Linked DNA regions of Sus scrofa: regions 1, 3 and 4 are each linked to region 2. The links are chromatin contacts, called in public HiChIP or PLAC-seq and promoter capture Hi-C maps. All regions are on one chromosome and are shown on one strand. Each heading gives the region's core, a stretch centred on a gene start, on an enhancer-like site or on the middle of the called end of the contact. The rest is flanking DNA. Distances are from core to core; before and after follow the strand shown.

The links. Promoter capture Hi-C pulls out the DNA fragments that hold promoters and counts their contacts. HiChIP or PLAC-seq counts read pairs in DNA pulled down with a chosen protein or histone mark.
Region 1: a contact with region 2 is called in an H3K27ac HiChIP or PLAC-seq map of alveolar macrophages. The contact joins the enhancer-like site here to the promoter of POLR3A in region 2. A contact is called at or near these places in 3 of 5 promoter capture datasets (fetal liver, fetal skeletal muscle and liver), 15 of 47 Hi-C or Micro-C datasets (embryonic fibroblasts, fetal heart ventricle, fetal skeletal muscle and 9 more) and 2 of 2 datasets of contacts at active chromatin or transcription factors (alveolar macrophages and skeletal muscle).
Region 3: an H3K27ac HiChIP or PLAC-seq map of alveolar macrophages shows a contact between it and region 2. The contact joins the promoter of PPIF here to the promoter of POLR3A in region 2. A contact is called at or near these places in 5 of 47 Hi-C or Micro-C datasets (embryonic fibroblasts, heart right ventricle, omental adipose tissue and 2 more) and 2 of 2 datasets of contacts at active chromatin or transcription factors (alveolar macrophages and skeletal muscle).
Region 4: a contact with region 2 is called in a promoter capture Hi-C map of fetal skeletal muscle, with 10 times the contacts expected there. The contact joins the enhancer-like site here to the promoter of POLR3A in region 2. A contact is called at or near these places in 2 of 5 promoter capture datasets (fetal skeletal muscle and liver), 3 of 47 Hi-C or Micro-C datasets (retroperitoneal adipose tissue, skeletal muscle and subcutaneous adipose tissue) and 2 of 2 datasets of contacts at active chromatin or transcription factors (alveolar macrophages and skeletal muscle).

Annotation. Positions count from the first base shown.
Region 1 is chr14:81,534,754-81,539,232 of Sscrofa11.1, forward strand. ZMIZ1 (zinc finger MIZ domain-containing protein 1) reads left to right here. Exons shown (of 26, transcript XM_013983374.2): 5 at 1,617-1,725. The coding sequence starts at 1,666. Among named protein-coding and RNA genes, the nearest start is that of TRNAK-UUU, 64 kb to the right of the region's middle. Within about 2 kb of position 3,203, at least 16 of the 83 cell types and tissues checked have an H3K27ac peak or open chromatin away from gene starts, as enhancers often do. A contact at or near this core is called in alveolar macrophages, retroperitoneal adipose tissue and subcutaneous adipose tissue, where this site is marked.
Region 2 is chr14:80,468,269-80,473,175 of Sscrofa11.1, forward strand. It overlaps POLR3A (DNA-directed RNA polymerase III subunit RPC1), which reads right to left and starts at 3,472. Exons shown (of 31, transcript XM_001929360.6): 1 at 3,250-3,472. The coding sequence starts at 3,293.
Region 3 is chr14:81,672,090-81,677,194 of Sscrofa11.1, forward strand. It overlaps PPIF (peptidyl-prolyl cis-trans isomerase F, mitochondrial), which reads left to right and starts at 2,582. Exons shown (of 6, transcript XM_021073635.1): 1 at 2,582-2,874; 2 at 4,135-4,165; 3 at 4,650-4,738. The coding sequence starts at 2,680.
Region 4 is chr14:81,514,453-81,519,190 of Sscrofa11.1, forward strand. The region is part of intron 4 of ZMIZ1 (zinc finger MIZ domain-containing protein 1); the gene reads left to right. Among named protein-coding and RNA genes, the nearest start is that of TRNAK-UUU, 84 kb to the right of the region's middle. Within about 2 kb of position 1,334, at least 15 of the 83 cell types and tissues checked have an H3K27ac peak or open chromatin away from gene starts, as enhancers often do. A contact at or near this core is called in fetal skeletal muscle and skeletal muscle, where this site is marked.

The DNA of each region.
Region 1 (4,479 bases), core at 1,953-4,452, 1.1 Mb after region 2:
TTTTAAAGGGGTGTCAGGGGATAGTACATATAGATATTCGCTTCTCTAAGAGCGCCTCAGAAGGAGGCAGCTGACACTGGTTCTCTCTGGGAGGGCCCCTAGGGCAGGGGACAAGGCCAGCACGTCACTGGACATCTGTGATTTTTGAACCATGCACGAGTTGCCTTTTCAAGCACAGTTGGAGCAATAAGAAATACTTTAAAGGAGCTGTGTAGTGCAGAGCTTCTTGGAAGATGAGCAGGGCCTTCTTCCTCCCAAGGCTGGGGCCGGCCATGCTGTTGGTTCCCTCACAACCAGGGTGCTGGGGCTGGGAGCAGAGAGCCAGGACATGGGAACAGACAGGCTGACAGACACAATCCAGGCTCCCTCTAGCCAGGGGTCTTGGCAGGTCTCAGACCTCAGTTCCCTCATCTGTAAAATGGAGATGATTCTCATCTTACAGAGTGGGCATGAGGAATCAGGAAATGCAAGCGCCCAACACCCAGAAAGTGCTTGGTAGATGGGACTTTTAGTGACATGGCCGGAGATGAGGGGCTGTCAGGGGGCAGTACTTTGGGATCGCAGAGAAGGCCAGGGGCCGTAGGCCTCTTTTCAGCTCTGTGTCTGACCCATGTGTCTGCAGCCTGAAATGCCTGCCACATTGTGGGAGCGCAGACCCAGCCGGCAGCAGGCAGACGTCTGCTTTGGCCCAAGGACCTGGTGCCCTGAGCAGCGGGGGGAACCAGAGCTGAATCTCTCTCCTCTCTCCTCCTCTCCACCTCTCCCAATCTCTGCCTTCACCATCATGGCCTCTCTTGAGAGGCGTTGGGGGCTCCAGGGGCTTTCTGGAGCTGAGAGCCTTCCTCACTTAACTTCACCACCTAGAAGGATGTCACAGCCATGCTTGCGTTCCCAAGGCCCAGCACCATGCAGGAAGAGTGAGTCTGGCAAACATGACATCCGTGCACCACTCGGCCATGAATCGGCAGTGTGGCTTCGGCTCTGACACGGGCTCCCTGTGCCACCCCGGGCAACTCCCTCCTGCTCTGAGCCTCAGTCTCCTTATCTGGGAAAGAGGGTGCTGCTGATGGCTGCCCTCCTCCTCTCCCAGGAGGGCAAAGGGGAAAAATGGAATTGTGTGTAAAGTGCAAGGAACTCTAAGGCATGGGGGATTCGAAGAGGGGGTGTGGCACCCGTGAGAGGATTGCTGTGCATACACCACATGTGCATCACATGGAAAGATCCCCATACACACGTGCACACACACATGCACACACACACGGCCACATCGAGGGTGCTAAGCCCCGAACCAGGAATTCCGAAGATGGGGCGGCCGTCCCCACCACCACCACCCTGGACACGCGTCTGTGTGGAAATGTGTGGTGGACATGCCTGCCCAGTGTTCACATGAGCCACCCACAGAGGACACCCGGAGCACTTCCTGCCCTCGCCCCAGGGTGCAGTTCCTCCCCCCAGCACAGGGCTGCCCAGGGCAGAGGCCACTGCGGCTCACAAAGGGTCCTGGAACCTGCTGGAGCCACTGGGGTGAGCAGGCTTGTGTAGAGGCAGGAAGGTGGCTATGAGGTTGGCAGGCCTGGCACAACCCCAGTGACACCCACTCTCCCCTGTCTTCACAGGCTGGACAACGTTCATGGCTCTCGGGTAGAACCCAGCGAAACGGCCAGAATGAATTCTATGGACAGGCACATCCAACAGACCAATGACCGACTGCAGTGCATCAAGCAGGTGGGTGTGTGGCCCAGGCTCTCTCCTCCTCTTCCACCAGCCTGGTGAAGGCAGGGCAGGCAAGGCGGGCAGAGCTGTGGGGTGCTGGCCCGAATAGTAGCCGAGCATCCGGGGTGCTGGGTGAAGGTGATGGTAGGTGAAGGCTGACTGCCTGAGGCTCTTCGACCACCCCCGTCGTGAGAACACGGCTGGCATGGACCAACCTCACACTCGAGTCACACACCTGGATTCACATGTCCACTCTGCCCTGTCTTTCCCTTCCCTTCCCAGCTGTGTGACTCTGGGCCAGTGTTGTGCCCCCTCTGGGCTCTGCTATGTACTCTGGGCTGTTCTGAGGATGTGGTGAAATGTCTAATCTCCTTCCTAGACCTAAACTCCCCACCCTCTGCACCAGTGATTCTCTGTAAAGAAAGAGAAAAGGAAAAGTCCTGGGGAATTTCATCATCTTACAAAAAAGGAAACGAAGGCATGGAAGCAGGAAAGGTGTGGCCTGAAATCACAAGCCCAGCCCCACTGGTGCCAGAAGGGCCTCATTCCAGAGGGTGCAAGATCCCTCTCCTGCCTGTGCTCACACCAAGCTTAAGGGGTGATTCTCCTGCCAGTACCCTGTCTGGATTGTTCCGAGGTAGGGAATATCATTGTGGGCCCAGTAGGTCCCCTTTAAGAACCCTGCTTGAGTCTGGGCAGGTTGGCGCCCCCAGTGGTGACCATGGGTGATGCACCTGCCCTCTGAGCTCAGCCTCCCAACAGCCCGGTGTCACAGTGTCCCTGCACAGATTCCCGAGTGTTACTTTACTCCAGGAAGGAGCAGATATGGTGGAAGGGGCATGGGCTTTGACATCAAACAGAGTGGGCCCAAATCCTCACTCCTCCTTGAACTCACAGTATGATTTCAGGCCTGGCCCTCTTTGTCTGAGCCTCAGTTTCCCCTGTCAAATGGGTCCAAGAAAGCCAACCTCATAGGATGTTCTGAGGACTTGATGGGTGGGACATGTAGTCCAGCCTGGCACGTGGCAGGTGATCAGCTATTGGTGACGGGGCTGTTGTCCTCAGTGTCTCGGTGACAGGGTGGGGCGTGCTGGGGCGAGTCCCTGGCTTAGGCAGGCTTAGCAGGCAGCTCACGGCCCCAGGACCCTCACAGCCCCACCCCCTCCCAGTCCACCCTCCCCGAACACCAGAGCCCAGTGGAGCTGAGGTTAGTCTGTGGGAATGAGGGATGCGTGTCCTCTCATTAGCATCAAGCAGAGCAATCTCAGAAGCCTGTGCGGGGTCTGAGGAGAGGAAATTGAAGAAGACTTGTTACAGATTGAACTCAGCCCAGCAGCTCTCCCAAACGCCAATTACGCCTCTGTTCACAGTCGCAGAATAGAAACCAGACGATGGGCTTCTCCTCCCCTGCCCTTCTCTCCTTCTCCTCCTCCTCCTCCTCCAGGCTCTGCGGGGCTCTCTCCCAGCTCTGCCTTTGACCCAGTTTCTCCCGCCCATGAGGGATCAGCTGTCAGTGGCTCCACCCCCAGGAATACAGTCAGGCCCCTGTGCCTGAGCCCTCTAAGTGCCAGGCACACAGCTCCTCCTAAAACCTGCTCACAACCTGACTTCTCTCCCTGCATCTGGTTCTACATCCCCAGGAATCAGGGCACCCTTTACTCCCTGGGCCTCCCCAGGGGTCCAGTGCAGGCAGAGGCCCACCCAGCAGCTGCTCTCTTGAAGCACGGCACACAGGGCTCAGGTTTACCAGTCAGCGAACCTGGTCCCCTAGTGCCACTCACTAGCCTCCTGACCTTGATTAAGTTGCCAGTTTACCTCCCCTCATCTGTAGAATGGGCATCGTGATGCACACCCAGCCAGTGGGTCTCAGAGCTGCTGAAAAGCCAGGGATCACCTCCACTCCCCCGCCTGCCCCACACATACATGTGCATACCCACACACAGAAGCCTGCTTTGGGGCTAGAAGTGCAGTGGCTGGGAGGGTGAGCAGGCTGTCCAGGTGCCCCCCAGCCATCCAGAGCTCCCTGAGTCCTCCACGCCTGCTCCCGAGCTTCTGGTCTGACACAGCTCAGTACTGATATCTATCTGCTCAGCAGCTGCCCGGAGACAGTTGGTTCTCAGACATCCTGCATCCTAATCAGAAGAGAAAGGTCTGCATGCTCTGAGGATGATGCATGTGCTGGCTCTGCCTACCTCTGGCCAGTGGGACTATGGCTCCCATAGGGGTTGCCTCACAGCCTCGAACCCTCCGCCCCACCTCACTTCTATAGCACAGCCTTCCCTATCCATGCGACCTGGGTCTGGCCACTGCTGTCACTCACCAGCCCCCCAAGCACACAGCAGTCCATCTTCCCTCCAGGCCTCTGGCTCAGCTGCCTTTCTGCTTTCTCAGCCTCAGGTGCTGGGAAAACTAGTGCCCTCTCTACACCACCTCCTACTCAGGGACACAGCACGTTGGGACTCCACGTGAAAGCTGTGCAAATCAGCTACTTCCTGCCCAGCAGCCTCCCCACACCCCAGGTCCCTTTGGAGTGTCTGCACTTCCCATTTCTGAGCCCCAGGGCTTCCTCGGCACCCAGCTACGTCACTCACCCACGTCACTCACCCTGCTCTTTGTCCCTCAAGCTGTAGACCCTGTAGGGTCTACAGCAGGTCTCCCACCAGGCTGAGCTCCTCAGGGGCAGAGGATGTGCCACATTCATCTGTAAGTCAGCAGAGCCCAGGCCAGGGTGGGGCCCAAATACATTGGGGGGAAGTGGGGGAGGGG
Region 2 (4,907 bases), core at 2,222-4,721:
AAACATCCCTTCGCCCTGCTGAATTGTTCCCACTTTCACTGTCTAATGAATGATGCTCACCACTCGTGTCTACCTGCTTGCTGTTAAATCCAGTAAGACTTTCTCATTTTACCTCCCTGTAGCATTGATGGCACACCCCTCACCCCCACCACAGCCCCACCTTGAAAGTTTTTTCCTCATGGCTTTATTAACACTGTATATGCCCTGAGTTTTTCACCCCTCTGGTTTTTCCTCCCCCCCCTTTTTTTTTTCTTTTTAGGGCCATATCTGAGGCATATGGACGTTCCCAGACTAGGAGTCAAATCAGAGCTACAGCTGCCAGCCACAGCCACTTCGAATCCAAGCTTCCTCTGCGACCTACACCACAGTTCACGGCAATGCTGGATCATTAACCCACTGAGTGAGGCCAAGGATCAAACTGAACCTGCATCCTCATGGATCCTAGTCGGGTTCATTAACCACTGAGCCACGAAGGGAACTCCCTGGTTGTTCCTCCTTAAGTCTCTTTTGTGCTCTCTTTTACTGCCCTCCCTTAAATTTTGGCTTCTCTCCCTACCTAGAGCTACAGCCTTCATCCTCTTCTCATTCTACATGTCCCTCCTGAGTGATGTTGGGTTCATCTCTACCTGTAGGCCAGCTACTTCCTTCCAGCTGGAGACACTTCTGACACTTATACAGGTACCTCAAACTCAAAATATCTAAAATAGAACCTGGAGTTCCCATCGTGGTGCAGCAGAAATGAATCCAACTAGGAACCATGAGGTTGCCAATTCAACTCCTGGCCTCACTCAGTGGGTTAAGGATCTGATGTTGCCGTGAGCTGTGGTGTACATTGCAGACTCGACTCAGATCCTGGGTTGCTGTGGCTGTGGTGTAGGCCAGCAGCTGTAGCTCTGATTAGACCCCTAGCCTGGGAACTTCCATATGCCTTGGGTGTGGCCCTGAAAAGCAAAAAACAAAACAAAACAAAACAAAAACAAAAACAAAAAACCCCAAATAAAATAAAATAGAACCTAGCACTTGTTCTCCCAAATCAGTTCCTTTGTTAATTTTCCTACCAAACTGGGGGTTTACTATGCACCAGGAGCCCTCCTGAGGGCTGAGGACACAGATTAGATAAGACAGATGAGGTCCCTGCCAACATGGAGCTCAATTTCAGGGATGGCAAGACAGAATAAACAAATAGACATCTAAAAATGAACACATGCAAGTAACAAAAATGATGTTTAGAGGTAGAGGGAGCTGAATTCTGAATAAGAGGGAGCCCAGCCATAATATGATCAAGAAGTCGAGCATTCTAGGTAGAGAATTACTAGGGCAAGGGTTCTAAGGCCAGAACAAGCTTGGCATTTTCAAGGACCCAAACGAATCCAGAATACTAGAGCAAAGAAAGCTAATGGTGGAGTTCCCGTCGTGGCGCAGTGGTTAACGAATCCGACTAGGAACCATGAGGTTGCGGGTTCGGTCCCTGCCCTTGCTCAGTGGGTTAACGATCCGGCATTGCCGTGAGCTGTGGTGTAGGTTGCAGACGCGGCTCGGATCCCAAGTTGCTGTGGCTCTGGCATAGGCTGGCAGCTACAGCTCCGATTCAACCCCTAGCCTGGGAACCTCCATATGCCGCAGGAGCGGCCCAAGAAATAGCAACAATAACAACAACAAAAAAGACAAAAGACCAAAAAAAAAAAAAAAAAAAAAAAGAAAGCTAATGGTACAAGATGAAGTCAGTGAGGTATGCAAGGGCCAGGTCAGGGGGGGCTTGGGAATTTTGGTCGGGAATTCAAATGTTACTACAAGGGAAAGCTGCTGGATGATTTCAGGCTGAAGTATCAGGGATCTAATCCGCATCGCCCCACTCCTCCTTTTTGGCTGCACACACAGCACGTGGAAGTTCCTGGGCCAGGGATCAAAAACCCGCCCCACAATAGCAACCAGAGCCTCAGCAGTTGACAGCTGGGTCCTTAACCTGCTAAGCCATAGAGCAACTCCTAAATCTGTATTTTAACAGAGTCACTTGGGCTGCTTGGTGAGAACAGATATATCTGAATTTGGGCAGGCGCTGGGGTGGATATGGAGGGACGACTTGGGAGAATTCATCCTGCTAAGAAACACTTCTCCCTTTCAGTAAATGGCAACCTACACTTAGCTGCCTAATCAAGAAACTGTGCCAATTTCATTTCTCCCTCACCCATCCCTACCAATCCTGTCAATTTTACACGCTAATCCCCTCGGAACTCCATTGACCCTACCACCCTAGAACAGCCCATCATCATCTTTTGCCTGGGTCCCTGCAGTGGCCTCCAATGCCTTCCTCTTTAACTCAAAAGAGATCTTCCAGAAGGAGAACTGTTTTCAAGACATTTCAACCAAATCCTCTCAAAAATGATTCATTGCCTTCAAGAACACTCTGGAACATGGCTTCACATCTCCTGCTTCTTTTCATCACTACCCTTTCTCCCTCAATTATGTTCTTTGAAGGCTGTTTGGTCTGCTTTCTTCTGCCTGAGCCCCTTTTCTGATTAGTGCTTCCAGAACCCCCATGCCTGCTCTTGTCCTTGCACTCGTCTGACCTCACGTTGACTTAGCTACCTTTTCCAACTAGACTAGGCAATAAGGCCTTACTCATATCTTATCTCTACCGTCTATTACTAGGCCCAGCATACAGTATCTTCCTCATTAAGTGTTTGCTGCAAGAATGATTGATTTACTTCTTTGGAGCTGGAAGTTCTAAAGAAAGGCCATGGCATAATAAATTAGCTCCGAAGACAGCCCAAAAGAGTAGCCTCATTTCCGAGACTGCTATCCATCTGTCTGTGGTACTGTTTTCTAGCTGGCAACTCCACCCTTTTGGTCAGCAATTACTACGGTGTCATGTGTCATGTGCAGCAAAATCAGTCCCTGCCCCAGACTGCTCCCCACGCTGCAACGACGAAAGATTCGCTGAAAGGGGTCGTTTGACCTCGAGAGAACTCGAGCTTCGGTCCGTGGTGCACACACCACATCCCACTCCTCAGCCCAAGCCCAAGGGACCACTCCCGGTCTGCGGTCCGCCAAGTGTTGCAATGCCCTGTAACGATCAATATTCACTGATCCGCCTTGATACTCCAGAGCTGTGCCCACATCATTCACTGATTTCTAGTCCTTCCCTCCCAATTAACCCTCACCACTGAACCTTCGAGACCCAAGACCCCTGACCTCGGGTCCCTCTGGCCCTAATTTCTCCGTCCTTTGAGGGTTTTTGCTCCATCTTACATTTTCTTGGCCACATCCGTCTCTCTGAACTGCTCCTTCACCATGGTGACGGCTGCCGAGGCTCCCTCCTCGAGACTCCGTGAAGCTAGGTTAGAAATACAACGCTCCTCGCCCAGCCGGGGCTACTTTTTGACCGGTTGCTAACACATCCGCTGTATTCTTACGGCCACCGTAGAGCGCCCCACGTGTCCGCCTCCACTTCCTCTACTAGCTTCTGTTTGTCAAGAGAGGCTTCGGACTGGCTGCTTTTTACCTGCTCCCTACACTGCCACCTGGCGGGAACGTCTTGAAAGTGCCCCGAGACCTTCACTGTATTTTCTAAACCCCCTTTCTGGTCCATTTCTCCGGATCATTAACACCTGCAAAGAAACTACAAGATCTTGCCTCAAAACTTTTAGATAACCAGAGAGCCAAAAAATACATACAATGGAACGTCTTATCATCTTACAAACACCAATACCATCTTAATTAAGAGTCTCTATTTAAAGGAAGGTGGAGGCTAAAATGAACAGACCACGGAACAGATGGCTTCTAGACAATCAACAAAGGAAATAAAGAGGGCAGAAAACATGACCACACATGCACCTCCAGTGCACAGAGTTATTTTGAAAAAGAAGAAAAATTAAACCTATATTATTGGTTACAAAAGCAGAAGTAGAAAATCTGTGAGTTTAGTGTGAAAAATGAGCAATGGTGGGCTAGGGAAATAAGATGAAGGGAAAACAGGAGTGAAGATTATTCATGTGTTGAGGAAACAAACTTCTTGCCTCCAGTATGTGACACTCTGTGGGAGGTGATCCTAGTGTGACATCTTAGTGCAAGAGACTAGCAAGAAAACCATTCACTGTAGGACTCAATGCTGCAGAACCTGAAACTTGTATTTGTGAGAAACTCTGAACAGAACCCAATTAAGTGGTTCGACACCTTTGAATTTAAAAAATTTTTAATTAAATTTTTTTTTATTTTTTATTTTTCAGCCATGCCTCTGGCATGCAGAAGTTCCTGGACCAGGGATGGTACCCATGTCACACCAGTGACTCCAGTCACAGCAGTGAAAACACTGGATCCTTAACCTGCTTAGCCAGCAAGGAAATCATCAACACCTTTGCATTTTAAGGATGTTGTCTTTAGACTTTCTGGATCCCCACTAGCAAAACACAAAGGTCAAAGACAAAAGGCAAAGCCAACTAGACTTCCCTAATCTGTTTCAGCAGTTAATTGCTTAATATGTGTTTGAAGTAATGTTGACAACACTATACCAAGGAGATTTGATGAGTGACTTTCATTATCTAGAAGTTAAAAGCAAAAGTTCTGGAAACACAGGGTCCATAGCTGTCTGGGCACTACTGCTTCAAAGTTGTGTATTCTTGGCAAAGTTACTTAGCTTCATTGTATCTTAGTTTTCCCATTTATAAAAGGGACAAGTAATATGTACCCTAATTCTTAAGAGTTGGTGGGAAGATTAAATGGCAAAATGAAGGTGAAAGTAACTAAACTGTAACAGACATAGAGCCATCACTCAAAGAATATTACTCCGAAGAATATAGCAAAGCTACTTCAAAGCCTACACCATGATCTGTTGGTCGGTCTCTCTCTCAAACTGCAGGCTTATGTTTTTTCTTGTTACACGTGTCTTGTAAACAACACTTTTCTGGATC
Region 3 (5,105 bases), core at 1,332-3,831, 1.2 Mb after region 2:
TGGCTCAGCTGGGACTGTCCCTCCTCCTTATGCCACTGAGTTTCAGTACAGCTATAGATGACTTCACAGCTGAGCCCGTGAGGAAGGTGGAATTTTCTCTGGCTCAAGCAAGAGGTAGTGATGATGTTTGATATTCCAAAAAGGGTGGAAGGTATAACATGAGAGAAGGAAGCTGCTTCTCAGACCTGGGGATGGGCGACTGCACCACCAGTGGTTCCCCAGTGCTGCCCAACTTAGACCTCAGCCTGGCCTTTAGCACCTTCTGTGACTGCCATGCCCCTTCACCCCACCCCCACTGCCAGCCTATCAGCTCACGGTCAGTATCATAGCCTTTCCTTAAAGGTGCCCTGAACTCTTCTGGCTCTGGGTTAGCTTTGGCTCATTCCCCCACTGGAAACTCCTCTCCACATCTTTGTGTCTCTGCCTCTCAAATACAGTTGTCTCCAGGCTGATCCTCCAGGCAGAAACTCTCTCCCATATCCCCTGAGTTCCCAGACCCCCTGGCTAACTTCTCAGTTTCTATCTTGCTGTGTTTTCTGTCCAAGGCCTGTCTCTCTTGCCCTCCAGACCCTGTCCCAATTACCAGCTCCTTTTGATGATAGTGAGAAGGGTTTGACATATGCAAGCCCTGATCTTGGAGTCAGAGACTCCCCCCAGCTCCAACACTCTGTTCCTTGCATGCCTTACTCCCAGCTCTTGGGGCCTTGCTTCCCCAGCTATGCAAAGGAACTGCTTCTCAGAATGTGATGGAGAGGAGCCGAGCTAAGGGCTGGGGAAAGTCTTCGAGAACAAAAAAGATTAAGTGAATGAGGGCAGCTCTTCACTGGGGTAGGGCTGTTCATGCTCCATTGGGTAGGGAATAAACTCAGGGCTTCTGGGAGCCAGTGTGAGGAACAATAGGGGACCACTAATCCACTTGGCATGGCTAAGAGCTATGTGAGCCCAGGGCCTAGAACTGACATGGGGGGTAATTCCTCTCTTTCTCCCTCAAATCTGCAGTATGCACCAGTGCAGGGGAGGATCTGGGAGATGTGCTGAGGACCTAGATGGGGCAGGGAGCAAGCCAGCCTCCTACTCAGGCCTGTTCTACTTCAGGGAAGATCATGAAAAAAATGAGAAGCCATTTCCCAGGACAGGGTGAGATCCCATTCTGGGCTGGGACCTGGGAAGCATCTGGACTCCAGGGTACAGCTGGGACATCATGTTGCTTGGGTCAACATTTTGCTGCCAGACCCCATCCCAAGAACTGATTCAGGGTCTGGAGCAGGTCAGTCTAGAACTGGTCCCAGCTCAAGCCCACCTGACTCCAAGGCTCAGCCCCTACCCTCTTTTCTAGCTCTTCAAAACTCTGAGCCACTGCAGCTGTGGCCCACTGCTATCTGAGCCCCAAACCCTGGGCAAAGTATAGACTCTGACTATCACTGATGCTTACAGCACAGTACTTAGCAGTTGACCAAGTTCTCTCTGTCTTGTTCTTTTTATCCTTGGAACAGACCTGGAAAACAAGTGGGGTAGGAATTAACATCACACCTATTCTGCAGAGGAGAAACTGAGGCCCAGAGAGAGGAGTCTGGGAGGACCGGTACAGGCTGGCAGTGGGGACTTCATGGTTCCCCTACTTCTGGGCAGCACCTTCCTGTCTCTGGGCCTCAGTTGTTCATCTGGAAAGTGTAGGTGTTGGCTCAGATGCTCTCTCAGGACCCCTGCCTGTCACTCATTTCCTGTAGGCTTCCCATGCCCCCCAGGCTCCAGTGAAGCCCACCTCAGCTTGTGGGGTAAATCTGCACAGTGGTAGCTCACACCCAGTTCCCCTCCTCTTCCCGTCTTACCTTTCCTCTCTTCCTTGCACCTCTTATGGATTGGCCCCTGTGCTATGTTACCTGCAGGAGCAGTTTCTCAGTGAGTGGGGGTAGAAGGGGAACCCTGGTTGCTGGGAACTAGGGCTGTCAGTCTGTGGGGTTGGGGAGGGGGAGATTCAGACCCAGTCCTGGTGGAGGACTGGGGGCCTGGTGGGAGCATGACAGGCTCAGGCTGAGTCTAGAGGGGGGACTGGTTTCTAGAAGCATTTGGAGACAAGCCCGGGCTAGGACAGGAATGCCTGAGGTCACCATGGGAGGTGTCTTGATCTCCTCCTGCCACTTCTCACTCTAATCCCGCATCTCATCTCCAACTTTCTTTGATTGACACTCAGTGCCACCTTTTCTCTTGGTCTGTACCTGTTCGCGGGGCCTATGGCAGGAGGGGCTGCCTATACAAAAGGCTCAAATGTAGACTTTTGTTATATTCAAATGAAAACACAGTACTCGCATTTTGGAGTTAGCCACTTTTTAGGATCCCCCCCGCCCGCTTTTTTTTTTTTTTTTTCCTATCTATTGGGACCCTCACAAAATGTCACCGGCCTCCTTTTGCAAGGTCGTGTCTAACTCTCAGGTCTCTAGCCCTGGTGTGGGTGTATTTAAAGGATTTTAGGCTAGCCGCTGTGCTTCCCGCTGGGGCCGGCAGAGGACAAGAGCGGACAGGCTGAAGGGGGCGTGGCGGAGGCGGGGCCCAGAGGCCGCCTGAGCCAATAAAGGCGGCGGCGCGCGGTCCCAGCTGACTCGGCCGCTCTGGGCGTGCGTGGTTCTCTTTGCTGTAGTCTCCGCTTGTCCTGGAGCTCTTGCACTCCGACCCGCGCTCACCATGCTGGCGCTGCGCAGCAGTCCCCGCTTGCTCCGTCTGCTCTCCGGCCCGCGCTCCGCGCCGCTGCGCCTCTCCGCAACCCGCGCCTGCAGCAGCGGCGGCGACTCCGGTGACCCGTCCTCTTCCGCCAGGAACCCGCTTGTGTACCTGGACGTGGGCGCGGACGGGCAGCCGCTGGGCCGCGTGGTTCTGGAGGTGAGACCACTGGACAGGACCGCGCTGGACTGAGAGTGAGGGACGGTCCCGGAAGAGCCCTGGACTCCGGGCCGGCGCTGTGTCTGGCTCGCTGTGTGACCTTGCTTCCTGCTCTGGGCCTCAGTTTCCCCATCTCTAAGAAGAGGCATCAGATTGGTCTCTCCGGGCCTCCCCTCGGATCTTTAGACCAATGGAAGTGGGGCGGGGGGAAGGTGGGGGAGGGCGCCCGTGGAGGAGAAAGCTCAAGGTCAGAATGTAGGCAGGAGGGCCTGTCCCGGCAGGCCGGCTCCGAGTTTGGGGAAGGGCTCCGAGATCTCACGGGGTGGGAGCGCAGGCCCAGAGCTCTGAGGTGGGTGTCGGGGTGGAGGGGGCAGGCTCTCCAGGATCCAGGCGGCTGACCCGCTGTGCGCTCACGTGGCGGCCCTTGCATAAGATGGAGCGTCCCCGGCCCTGCTCCTGCCATGGGGCGCATGGTTGAGCAAAGGTGCTTTGGGGCCGCCTCCTCTCCTGGTGGGTGCTGGCTGGGCCGGCCGCGGCCCCAGGAGTCGGGACCCTGTGTTCAGAACTCTTTGCCCCAACGCCAACCTGTCACCTTCCCAGGGTAACGCTTAGTGCCTGCCCCTGACTCTTTGGGCCTTTTTTTTTTTTTTTTTTAAAGCAGGGAACAAATATGTAGTCTGGAAGGTAACAGAGGGAACGCTCCTGTGTAGTTCTTGAGCCTGGCCTGCTTTTGAACACAGGCGCCTCAAGCCTCTGTTTCTTCTTCCGGAAAATGGAAAGCACCCATTTATTTTAAAGGTTTGGCACCAGGGCAGCTCTTGAAGCTGGGAAGCAAGAGGCTGGCTTGAATGGGGCTCCGGCCTCCCCCCTTTCCACCAGCCTCCTGCCTCTCTCTGAGCCTCAGTTTCCCATCTGCCCATTGAGGAGCTTGGGGGGCCCTCTCTCCAGGCCCTGAGTCTCTGATGCTTTGGGCCCAGCTGAAGTAGCTCTGCTAGGTCTGCCTCTAGAAGCAGGCCAAGATGGTGTTGTCATCTCTTCTGACAGGTTAGGAAATCGAGGCTGCCTCCTGCCAGCCCTGGGTTGAGGAAGCAGCTGGCAGAAGTGATAGCCACAGTGGCTTCCCACGGAGGGCTGGGAGTGACAGAGGGCTGGGAGTGACAGGAATGGTGCTCTCTTTGTCTTTCCTGGGCCTCCGTGGGAGTTGGGTCCTTCCTTCACCTGCCTCTGGACTGATGTCCTGCCCTCTTTCTCTCCCCACAGCTGAAGGCAGATGTCGTCCCAAAGACAGCAGGTAAGGCAGGGCCTGGGCCCTTCTGAGTCTGGTCTGGATGCAAGAGAGGGTGGGATGGCTAGAGGAGTTGGGGCATGAGATCTGTGACCAGATGGGTACCCTGGGGTAGCCTTCTGGCCCTCTGAGCCTCAGAGTTGGCCTTGCCCACCTATCTGGTAGTAGCCTCAGAATCAGTAGAAGAAATATGTGCATTTCCTCTGGGACAACTTCCTCCAGTGGGTCAGTATGATGGCTTCATAGCCCTTGGGCTCCCTGCCCCGCTGACCTGGTGCTGGAACATCCAGGAGCCTTAGCTCTTGCCATGGTGCTCGGACATTGAGGTCAGGGTACAAGGTCACCCAGCTAGAGCAGACCCAGGTTGCAGGGCTTTCCATACCCTGCTTACCTCCTGGGGTGGGAGGGTAAAGAGTGCTCTGGCTGGAAGCATTGTAGCCCCTGGGTTAAGGCCTGGCGCTACTGATCTGCCTCTTTCTCCAACCCTCAGAGAACTTCAGAGCCCTGTGCACCGGGGAGAAGGGCTTCGGCTACAAAGGCTCCACGTTTCACAGAGTCATTCCATCCTTCATGTGCCAGGTATCTCAGATCTCTCCCTGCCTTCGGTTCCTCTTCTGTAAGTGGGGATAGAGATGGGGTCGCCTCGGAAGATTGTCATGGGGAGTAACCAGGGTGCACACACCTGGTGCCTGGAAAGTCTGAATGGAAGGCAACTGCCATCACTCTCTCAGCCTGGCCTCTCACTGGAGCTTGTCCTGGCTGATGTAGAAAACTTCCCTGCCCCAGGAGTTGAGCAACAGGGCAAGCGGCAGGACGGGGCAAACGGCAGGATGGCCCTACCTTACGCAGTCAGGAGAGTTGAGCAATGGAGGGAGAACCAGCATTGGGGTGTGGATGTGCTCAGGGGTAGATCTGAAGGCTTTGGCGGACTACTGAAGCAGTCTCT
Region 4 (4,738 bases), core at 84-2,583, 1.0 Mb after region 2:
ACAGGCCTCGTCCACGACTGACCGGCCCCAGTTCACCTGTCCTACCGCCTGTCCATCTCTTCCCTTCCTGGAAGGGTGCTGAGGGTGCCTTGCATGATTCTGGATGTCAAAAGGGAAGGAAAAGATGGAGGGGGCGGCCAGGAGGGGGCAGTGGCCTATTTTCCTACAGAGATCAGCCCTGGGTCTTCATTCACCTCTCCAGGGGCATGGCCTGAGGAACTGGCTGAGGATGCCAGGCCCTGCACACCCCAGCACGCCTGTGTAACCAGAGCCATCCTGGGGACCCTATCCTCAAGCATAACCCTCTTTCAAGAGGTCAGGTTTCCAAATATCCAGCAGAACAATAGGTGTGTTGGTGGCTATGGGGATGCCAGCTGGGAGCCCTGGCCCAGTGCGGCCTGTGTCTGTGGAGGCCCCAAGAAGGTGTCCTTAGTTCCTGAGCTGGGCCATCCCCATGACCCTGACCCAGGTGCCCTGATACCCAAATGGGCCCTGCTCTCCCCAGGACCTGGCACCCTGGGGCTTGAAGCATGGCACCCATGGATAAGTCCTGGCCCTACTACCCCTGTGCTCAAGCTGGTCCATGGGAAGTTGGCTCCACCCCCTTTCTCTTCTGAGCTCCCTGGTGGTCAAGGAGCACAAGATGGCCCTCTGGAGTGGCCATTCGGTCTATCTGTTCATATGATCCAGAAACATTGGGGCAGCTGCCAAGGGCCCCTGCTGGGAGGTATCGAGTGCCTTCAGAGGGCTTTACTTTCAGACAGTACCAGTCAGAGAAATTCAGAACTGACCCCAACTCCAATTTCAACCTTGACCTTAACCCTAACCCCAGATCCAGCCTTGGCCTCAGTCTGCTAGCCCAGCCTGCCTGGGGCATGCTTCCAGTGGCTTTCTCATCCCAGCTGCTGTTCAAGCCATTTTGTCCACCCTGAGTGCCCCCACTCACACCTGCACACTGCCAAGTCCAGCCTCTTCCCACCTCCTATTTTAGACAAGAATACCCAGGCCAAGAGAGACATATGACTTGTCCAAGGCCATGGAGAGTCAGGGCAGCATGGCCTGGGGCGGGATGTCCCTTTCCCAGGAGGCCAGCTCTTCATTCCCTGGAGAAATGGGTTAAGGGTCCACAAGGCCCTGGACCAGAGCCCAGCAGCTCTAGGAGCTGGTGACAGTTCCCTGCCAGAGCAGGTTCGGAGGGGAGGCAGAGTGTGCCAAGGTTTCAGCTTTTTGACAGCTGTTCTCAGTGGGAGGGGTGCTCGGGGACTGGCCCCAGTCTTGCTGACTGAGCCTCAGTAAATGGGGTCACTCTGCAGCCCCGCCCACAAACCGGCCACGTGCCTCTGAGGAGACAGGTGGAGAGCAGCCGAGCCCGGCAGACGTGGTCGGGGCGTCCATGGCACGGCTGTGGTCCTGCCTCCTGCCAGATGGAGGCTGGTGCTGAGAAGAAGGCCGCCCAGGCGGGACAAACCCCAGCACCTCCCTGTGACAGGGGAAATCTAGTGGTTCCCAAGCAGCCACCTGCCGCCCCACTGCAACCGGATCCCAGGGGCTCATTCTCAAATGCAGATTCCCAGACCCTCGCAGGGCTGGGCCAGAGCCCAGGAATCTGTGTTTGCAGCTTCCCAACCCCCAGGCTCTGAGCAGTGCTTGCCTTGCTGCCTCCAGAGGCCTGGCCAGCATCAGGGTCTCCGGCGGGGCCTTCACCTTTCTGCAGAGGCCGCCTCCCTGTGCTCCTGGCTCCAGGGTCACAACCCCTTGCTGACCCTTCCTGGGCCATATTCTGCAGAAAATCAGCCTGAGGCCAACCCTGTGGTCTTGTGCCCTCCCCTCCCCCCGCTTCCCTCTCATCCATCGTCCATCCACCCAAAGCCCACCACCCCCACAGCACTTGTCCCCTGCCATTGACCTCCCCTGACTTGGCGGCTGTGTGTCCTGGGCCCGCCTCCCAGCCACCACCATGGCCACCGCCCGGCTCCCCGCCCGTCGGCCAGGGGCGGCCACTGGGCAAGGCTGTCATTTTCCCTGCTGGAGATTATAGGTTTGGGGCTGAGGGAGTCTGAGCTGGAGGAAGAAGAGTGGGTTCTCTTGCCCTGGTGCCAGTCCTGAGAGACACCTCACGGGTAGGACAGCCTGGTGTGAAGTGCTCTTTGGGGCAGGATGGGGATTCCTATAACCTGACGTCACCCCAGCTCTGAGTGTGCAGGTGTACGTGGATGGGTTCACCTCTCAAAAGGGTCAGACAGTCTCTCATGCTCACTGAATTTAGTTCTCCCAGCAGTTCTGCAAAGCAAGCCCAACTCATTTCCCAGAGAGAAAAGACAGAACTCAGAAAGGGCAGTGCACTGGCCTGGGTCACACAGCAGGTTAGGGCAGAGCCAAGACTCTGCCTACCCTTGCTCTCGTTTGCTGCCTGGTTTGGTACTCTCTCTGCCCCGCCCTCACCCATCCTCCCATCTATGAGGGCAGGGAGCAGGAGACTTGCTGGGAGATCACAGCCTCCAAGAGGGGCTGCCCACCTGCTAGGTCGCCCATCCAATGGCAGGTGATGCAGTCACCATGCCTGCTGCTGAGGAAGGCTCTGCGGAGCAAGGTTTGGGAAGAAAGCATGCATCCCTTTTCTGCTCTGCCCTCACAGTGCCCCCCGCCACCCCCCCCCCCCAGAGCTGGGTCTGGAAGGGACAGTGTGAGTCAGACTCAAGAGTGTCAGAAGCTGGAAACATCTTGTGGGCGTGCAGAAACTGGAAACATCTCGTTGTTCACAGCTGCGGGAACTAGGATGGGGTTTCACACCAGTGGGGTGACCCCAACCAGACCCAGACCTGGGTCCCCTCTTTATCTCCTCTGGGGGTAATGCAGTGAGCATCTGTGTGCCCAAGAACCCCAAAGGTTTGAGGATTTGAGGGAACACGGTGGAGGGGTTCTCAAAACAGGCTCTGGAATCAGACTCTGGAAATAGACTGTGGAATCAAAACAGACTCTTGGAATTCCCGTCGTGATGCAGCAGAAACGAATCCAACTAGGAACCATGAGGTTGCGGGTTCAATCCGTGGCCTGCTTGATGGGTTAAGGATCCAGCGTTGCCGTGAGCTGTGGTGTAGGTCTCAGACTCGGCTTGGATCTGGCATTGCTGTGGCTGTGGTGTAGGCCGGCAGCTGTAGCTCCGATTGGGCCCCTAGCCTGGGAACCTCCCGGTGCTGCTGGTGCAGCCCTTAAAAGCAAAACAAAAAACAAAAAAAGCAGACTCTTGCTGGGTTGCTGGGCTGAAGTCACAGAACTTCTCTGAGGCTTGCCTCCATGTGATGTGTGTTTGAACGAGACAAACCTTAAACACTTAGTATAGTACGAGATATGTGGTAAGTTCAAGGGATGTTTACTAGCATCCTCCTTCTCAGTTCTGTAGGTGCTAACAGGTCCTGTTCCCCGCCTTCTAAGCAGTGAGGACCAGGGCGTGAGGGCTGGCAGTTCGGTGGGACCCACTGGATGGTAACTTGTGCCTGGTGGGGCTTCCCCAAGGCCTGGTTGCTCTGGAGCCAGCATTTCTGATAAGCAGAACCAGGCCCCCCCTAGACTGGCAACCACTCCCAGGGCTGAGCTGGCCAGATCACTGGCTACCTGAGGAACCTCTGCAGAGCTGATGCATAGGTGGCCAGGTCACCTGGGCCAGCCCCAGGAACAGAGGCCGTGGAGAGGCCTGCCTGTTCTTGGGAATTCACGGCATGTCTGCCTGTCACAAGTGCCTCGATATGCAAGATTTGTGGACGAGCCTTGCAATTCTGTTTTCTCTGAGGGTTATAAATCAGCTGTATGCACACCCTGGATGCCACCCAGCCTGAGGCGCACACACATGTACACTCCCATCCACGCATGGAAACACAGTTCAGACCCTACCCACTGTTCCCCAGGGTGGGAGAAGGTGCTCCCCTGGGAGCTGAGCCCTAAGAAGGGAAAAACTCAGGCCACCAACTGCTGCCTGGCCTTACCAAATACCAGAACCATCCAGAATCAAGGACTCAAGACTGAGGCAGGATGTCCCAGTGGTCGGAGAAACAGCATACCATAGAAGTCATTAGTGTGAACATAGGGGGCCTCCCTGGCTGGGTCCAAACCTTGGCCCTGTAACTATGCCCCTGAACATATTGCTTCTGGAACTCGGTGCCTCGGTTTCCCCATCTGTGAAATGGAGCTAATTATAGCATGAATGTCCTAAGATGGTTAAGAAAATAAAATAAATAAATGTGTGTAGAAAGCTTAAAACAGGACAGGCTCAGGAAGGTTTGGCTCTCATCACCATTAAGTAAGGGTATATCTAGATTTTGCCGTCACACCAGGGCTTGAATTCCAGCTCTGCCTCTAGCTGTATGAACTTGGCAATGCTACTGAGCTCACCTGTAAAATGGACTATTACTACCTACTTCATCGGGCTGTTCTGGCCTTAAAGGAGATAAAGCTTATAAAGGATGCAATATCAGATCCTCAGGAGACATCAGCCAGTGCCCTGATGTGGAATGTAGGGACTGGAGCCTGTGACGGTAGCTTGGCTCCAGGGCGTCTTCCTGGGGAATGTTTAGTTGGGGGGGGCGGAGCAGGGAGTGGGGTGGAGGGGAGTGGAAGGGAGAATTCCAGGAACCTCTGTCTTCTCTTCAGCACCAGGGGAGTAAACCAATAGCCAGAGCGACTTTCCCCTCCCTGCCCCTGTCCCTCCATCCACCCCTCCCCTGAGAACAGGCTCGGAGACTGG